Regions from separate parts of the Macaca mulatta genome. Here region 2 is linked to region 1. The links are chromatin contacts, called in public Hi-C maps. All regions are on one chromosome and are shown on one strand. The core of a region is the stretch at or near the end of the contact, and the rest is flanking DNA. Distances in the headings are between cores, read along the strand shown.

Region 1 (3,481 bases), core at 199-2,698:
CCATGCCTGTAATTCCAGCTACTCGGGAGGCTGAGCGGGGAGAATCCCTTGAACTTGGGAGACAGAGGTTGCGGTGAGCTGAGATCGCACCATTGCACTCCAGCCTAGGCAACAAGAGCGAAACTCCGTCTCAAAAAAAAAAAAAAAAAAAAAGAAAGAAAGAAAGAAAAGAAAAAAAGCAATATCCAGTTCTCACACCTTAGGTCAGTGGGAGGAAGAAAAGTGGTCTCAGACAAGCAGAGGGTGTCAATAGTTTTACGCACTTCCAAACAAATAGAAGGCGTAGCCAGGGCTGCCCACCTTAGACCTGGGCCCTGTACCAGCCAGCGACAGGGCTTTGCTCTCTACAGCGCCAGAGTGGGCTAAAGAAAGGTTTTTCAGTGCTCGCTGTCTGTTCTGAGGTGTCTTCGCTGCATTTCCCCTGTTACGCTCCCTACGGGCATGAACCCTGGTCCTGACCTCCTATGGCTAAGTGTCGTCCCAAAAGCTCACTGACATTAAAAGGAAGGGAGGGAGAGAGAGAAAAGAGCAGAGAAGCGGGTGCACGTGGGAAGCTCTCGGTTAGCAGGTGAGAGGGCAAAAGCACCACCAGGACCTAGAAGAACGGTCTGCCCAAGCTACAGAGCAATGGGTTCCTTTTACGCTAAACTGAAAGTAGCCTAAGAATGCAAGAGTGTTTTAGAAATAAGGGACCTCTGCAACTTGGCCACAAACTGCAAGGAGCCGGAGTGCAGGGTGGCGGGCGGGAGTCGTGGGGCGGGGGGAAGCGGTGAGAGCAGTCCGAAAGCAGGCAAGACGAGCTAGACCCCCAGGCCGGGAAACCACACCCGCGGGAGACCCGGCACTCGGACTCCAGCTCCTCTGGGCGGAAGGGCCGTAGGGCAGGCTCAGATTTTCTGCTGGATGGGAGGGAGGAGACCGGGCCCACTGCCACTGCCCTCTCTCCTCCAACCTACCAAGGTACCAATCTTCTCCCCCACTCTCCAGTCCCTTTTATACGCCCCAGCCCCCAGTTCTCCCACCCTCCAGGACCTCGGGAGTTCCTAGACCAGCGCCACCGCCAGCTCCTAGCCCTGTGGACGTATGTGAGCGACTTAACATCTCTGAGCCTCAGTTTCCTCATCTGCAAATGGAGATACAATGGCACCTAGGTGATTATTACGAATATCAGGTGAGTTCAATACAAGCAAAGGGCTTAAAAGAGTGCATTACCCCCAAATGAAGGTTCGGGGAGTTAACTTAATATTCACTCTTTAGTCTCCCACCACCCCTTTCTTAGCCAGGATTCGGGTATTCCCTTCCCTCGCCCGAGTTCCCCATCCTCATTCACCGACCCAGTCGCGGAGCGAGCAGGCCCAGCTCTGCGTGCACTGACGCGCTGGGCGGGGCGTGGCCAAGTGCAGAGGTCCCTTATTTCGAAAACACTCCTGCATTCTTAGGCTACTTTCAGTTCAGCGTAAAAGGAATCCATCGCTCTGTAGCCTGGTCAGGGCGTTCTTCCAGGTCCTTGTGGTGTTTTGCCCTCTCACCTGGACGGGCGACCTGGCACCGGGCTGCGTACTGAGGCGCCCTGCCCCCTGCGCACTTTCCTCGGCCGGTACTCCCGGCGCCCGCCAACACTGCGAGTAGAACCGCCGGGGCCAGCCCGGGCTCCGGAAGGCGGCTTCCGGGAGCGCGTGAGAACGTGGAGGCCCTGCCGGCGATGGGGGGTTGGAACGGCCGGACCAGGCAAAAGCCTGTCCCTCCCTGCTCCTCCACGCGGCTGGGCGGTAAGCGCTCCGGACCAGAGGCTTAGGGAATCAGAGGACACGCAGCAGAAGGGTCGCAGGTTGTGGTTGTTCGGAACGTGAGGCGAGAGGCGGAACAAGGCTGAAGGGAAGCGCTGAGAGCGCCCTTGCCGAGAGCGGCTCGTTGGTCTAGGGGTATGATTCTCGCTTCGGGTGCGAGAGGTCCCGGGTTCAAATCCCGGACGAGCCCAGGCTTTTACCCCACCCACCTACACCCAAAATTTAAAAACAGATTTTTCCCCCCTGTCCCCCATATTCCATTCAGAAACTTAAATGAAAGCATACTGGTCCCATGAGCTCAAATGTTGATCCCCTTTGTGTTTTGAAGCGAAGGACCATGTGAGCTCAATTAATACAACATATGGTTACTGTACGCCCAAGGGCAACGCATTCAAATTGCTTTGTACCATGTAAAACACACACTTGAAAAACAGACGCCTAGTGCGGAATCCTGTGCACGCCTTTAACTCCTCCAAACGAGCAGGGGGCGTCATGGATTAGCAGGTCCCGGGGTTCGGGAATGAGCATTTCCGAGGAAAGGGGCGCTCGGGAGATACCCCCCCGGTGCTGGGCACTGTCGTGGATGAGTTTAAACCACGCCATAGGCAACCAAGAGCAGATCTCCCGATGTCTCTGTACATGCGCTGCATCCAGGAATAGACAGGTAGGAACAACGTTTTCATAGTACAATACTACATTACTAGCAAACTTTTTGCATTTTCAAAATGAGGCCTTTTAATGGTATTCCAACGTGGAGTGTGCTCCAAGTTTCTAAAAGTCTCAATTTTGTGTTTTACTCTGGTCAACCTGTGTTTATTACGTAAAAGAGGGCTCGTCCGGGATTTGAACCCGGGACCTCTCGCACCCTAAGCGAGAATCATACCCCTAGACCAACGAGCCGACATGCTTCTGGTTTGCCGTCATCGCTGAGGAATGCATAGCTATTTAGTCAGGCGCCCTCATGTGGTTGTTCGCATGTTAGGATTCGATCTTTCGGTTGTGTTTGCTTTCTAGAGATGATGCGTTTTCAATTTTCTTTCTTTTCTGTTTTGCTCTTTAAAAATCAGTAACACAGAAGAAAGCAAAGTAGTTGTCACTATCAGTATAATATCGACCTGTTATTTCGAAAACTGTAATTTTATTTCTATTCATGGCTAATAAATGGCTCTGAGTGTGGGACAATGTCACTGTGGCAGATTCCAGACTCTCTCCGTTACTGGGTCCTGGATGTTTCATTCGTTCTCTTTCGCACTTTTCTGTAATGTTGAAATCTCGGTTTCTTGCCGATATTTTTTATTGTAGTATTCAAAGCCCCACCTATTTAGCCTTGAGAATTCTCATCTCTGTTTTTACTCAGTGTTCTCTTCAGCTGGAAAACCTGTTTGCTTTTGGATAAATCCCAAACTCTAACCTTCCCAGAAAAAGATCCTTTAACATATCAAAACCAATTGTATGTGGTAAATAACTGGGTTTCAATCTTATCTCCTCTAACTGTAACTTCCTAGAGTGCAAGACACCTACACCAACACTGATTTGTACTGTAGAATTGGTAACCAATTGTGTGATTGCTGTTCGATTGTCCCAATATCTTTAATTAGATATAGTAGGCATGGCTTCTTAACTATATTTTAAATTCTTTTTTTTTCTTTCTTTCTTTTTTTTTTTTGAAACGGAGTCTCGCTTCGCTCTTTCAC
Region 2 (3,143 bases), core at 446-2,945, 210 kb after region 1:
TTAAGGGTTACACTACAGTATAATCCGGATGTTCAATTCATTCCATGATCAAACTGGAAGTCAGATTTAGTAACCAGTTCAGACTACAGAGAGCCGGTTCATAATCAGATAATGGGGGAACTAGACAACTTTCCTAATGATACCAACTGCAGAATACAGATTTTAACTATGTAGGAGAAAAAAAGCCACTTTTCGGGTAGCACTTCAGTCTTTCAATTTACAACACATTTTCTAGTTTGCCAAGTCTTAGGCTTGAAAGAGACCTCAGAATATATCTGATGTTAGCCTCTAGCCAAATAAGTATTATTACAACTCACTTTAGAGAAGAGGTAACAGAATTCTAGATCTTAAGGCATTGGAATGTTTGTTTCTTATAGAGTTTTTTTTTTTTTTTTAACCACAAGAACACAAGTTTTCCAGTAGGCCAAGAGAGATGTAACATTTACTGAGCATTTACAAAGAGTCAAGCACATATGTTATCTGTCATTCTCGCAGACCGCATATTACACAACAGAGATCTAGGCTTTTGCTCAAGGTCACAACTATAATAAGTGGTAGAAGAGAATGAAATCCAGGTCTGTCCACACAAAAAACTCTGGGTAGAGCTTGTTCAACAATTTCATAAATAAGGACAGACTTAAAGAAACACACTGGACCTATGGGATGAGAAATGACACTGACAACCCTGGATGAAGTAAAGCATGCAGTTTGGGGGAGGGCTCAGTCTGCAGGCCTCTGCCAGCAGTAGCTGAAGAAAGTGTGACCTTTACTCCAAACCCTACAGTGCGACAAGCCACCCACCCAGCTCTGCCTAGCGTGGGTTAATATGCCACAATTCGAAAAGAGAAAGAGAATGAGTGTTTCATGGTGGCTGCAGACACTTTCGTGGCCGCAGAAGCTGAGAAGGCTCAAATTTGGAGGTCAGGTTTGGGTTGGAGTCGTGCGTAAGGGAGCGGATGTCACATAGGTGGGGAAGGGCGCTGACTTGAGATACGTTGGCTTAGGAAGAGATGTTGCAGGAGAGAGGGTGAAATGCAGAGGCTAGGAGAGTAAACGGCTTCACCTGAGGGGAAGGAAGGAGTTGGGGCTGTGGGATGCCTCTAGTGGCAGTTGTCAGAGGGCCTCTAAAAGGTCCATTTTAGAGGAAGGGGGAAGGAAGGTCTCGATAACGAGCCATTCAGGGTCCATTACCTGCTGGATGGTTGTACAACGGCCTCAATTTCTCGGGCAGCATCAGCTCCACTTTATCGAGGAGCCGGTGGTAGGTGGCCCGCAGGCCTCGGGCACCGGCGGCCGACATCGCCGCCGAGGGATCGTGAGCAGCCGGGTGGGAGCGTGGCTCTGTTCTCGTCCCTGGCTGACAACGAAGGGGAGCTAGTCACTTTTCCTTGCCACGACGCCTGGCGTCCGTCTCTCGCCTGGAGAGCCCTTCCCGCGGTTCTCGCTGCCCGGCTGTGAACCAAAAAGCTGCCGCCCGCACCCCGCGAAGGTTGAGGGGGCGGAGGCTGCCAACGGCCCGCCCCTGGTCCGCCTCCGCCCCGGCAGGAGAGAGGGAGGAGGAGCCTCGGCAACAGGTGCCAAAATAATCACCTCACCGAGTCCGCCCAGCGCCCTCCTGGCAGCGCGCTTGCGCAGACTGAGCTGCCCGCCATGATTGGCCCGCCCCGAGGCGCGGGCGGGGTGCAGCGGAACCTCCTCTTTCTCCCCGCTGCCCTCGAGGCCATGTTGGAGAAGGGAAAGTGAAGCTGCGCCGGCTCTACTGCCCCTTAACTTTGACTAAGCAGGCCCGTAGTTAAAATGGGCTTTTCGGGCCTTCAGTGCCTAAAGATGATGCTGCACTATTCTTTTGCTTCTTTTGACTGGAGACTCGTGAGCGAGAGACTACAGAATTGAGTCGCTTCTCTCTCTACTCCTCTTTTATCCCTAGCGACTTAAGAATCTGGTTAGAGTGGCCCGAATGCATTTTTCCACGGTGAGGGCAGCCGCGGCACACACCAGCCTCAGTCCCCGAGGTGGTCGTCATCTCGCGAGAAAGGGTTGGCGGGGAGGGTATCCAGGACGAGGAGAGGGAGGAGTCGCCATCGCCTCCGCCTCCGCCTCCTCCTGTTGGAGGGGGGCCGAGGGAGGAGACTGTTGCTGATCTTTGGATGTTCTGGTTAGTCTAAGAAGGAGAGTATGAGGCGAGCTCCGGCCCGGGTGCGGCCGGGCTTCGGGGGCCCAGGCGCCGCTGCTGCCACCGCCATCTAACGCTGCGCCCTGGAGGCCCGGCGCGCGGATGGTGCCGGTGCGGCTCGGGTGTTGATCCGGTGTCCCCTCCCCCTCTTCCCCTCCCCCACGCGGTGGTCTCCCCTCCCACCCGGCTCAGGCAGAGCCATGTCTCGGGGTGGCTCCTGCCCACACCTGTTGTGGGACGTGAGGAAAAGGTCCCTTGGGCTGGAGGACCCGTCCCGGCTGCGGAGCCGCTACCTGGGTGAGCGGGGGCCCCGGGGCGGAGGCGCTGAGGTCGCCGCCCAGAGTGGGGGAGGGGGCGCACTGCCGGGGTTGTTGGAGGTGGGACAGCGTCTCGGCGAGGGTGCCCCGAGACTCTGGGGTGTTGGGTGGGGCCTCGGTCGCCGAATCCCGTGGCGGTGCCTCCCCCAGTCAAGCCCCCTATGCTTGCTGCCAGCCGCCGCCCTTGCTGGGTTTTCCTCGGAGGGCCGGGCCGAGGGCAGAAGGTACTGGCTTGTAAGGGTGTTGGGGTCGCTAATAGGTTGGGACTCGGGGGACTTGCGGAACCTCCAGGAGCTGCCGCGTTTAGAGCAAAAGTTAGCTCTTTTGCTCTTTTCCAGCGCGCTCTCCCCGCTGAGCCGGAGAACCTAAGTTGTTGCCCACCCTCGTCTTCGATCTCAAGAGGGTTTAGGTGTCGGCTGCGACGCGTTGACCACCCTCAGGGACTTCACGCTCCAGACAGAATCCGTGTAAACTGTTCTTGCGGCGCTGAGCCAAAACCTAAAAGTGATAGCTGAGCTCTCCCCACCCCCGCGCGCTCTCCCAGTTCCACTCTGTTCTTCAGTTCGTTTTGACCGCTTAAAGGTGGTGTAAGGTTTCACGTTCCTTTTCCCACCCCTGGAAAACACACTTGGCATTTACAGTTTCTTAGTTAA

Evidence for each region. A called contact is a pair of places that touch in the nucleus more often than the background predicts.
Region 2: a Hi-C map of fetal cortex germinal zone shows a contact between it and region 1, with 2.9 times the contacts expected there. The contact joins the promoter of DCAF6 here to the promoter of MPZL1 in region 1. A contact is called at or near these places in 5 of 14 Hi-C or Micro-C datasets (blood, cortical neurons, fetal cortex germinal zone and 2 more).

The regions. Positions count from the first base shown.
Region 1 is chr1:25,256,372-25,259,852 of T2T-MMU8v2.0, forward strand. It overlaps MPZL1 (myelin protein zero like 1), which reads left to right and starts at 1,449. Exons shown (of 9, transcript XR_013416190.1): 1 at 1,449-1,769. TRNAP-CGG (transfer RNA proline (anticodon CGG)) reads left to right here and starts at 1,906; the gene lies at 1,906-1,977. TRNAP-AGG (transfer RNA proline (anticodon AGG)) reads right to left here and starts at 2,687; the gene lies at 2,616-2,687.
Region 2 is chr1:25,466,881-25,470,023 of T2T-MMU8v2.0, forward strand. DCAF6 (DDB1 and CUL4 associated factor 6) reads left to right here and starts at 1,696. Exons shown (of 21, transcript XM_077999227.1): 1 at 1,696-1,972. MPC2 (mitochondrial pyruvate carrier 2) reads right to left here and starts at 1,456. Exons shown (of 5, transcript XM_015125250.3): 1 at 1,192-1,456. The coding sequence starts at 1,300.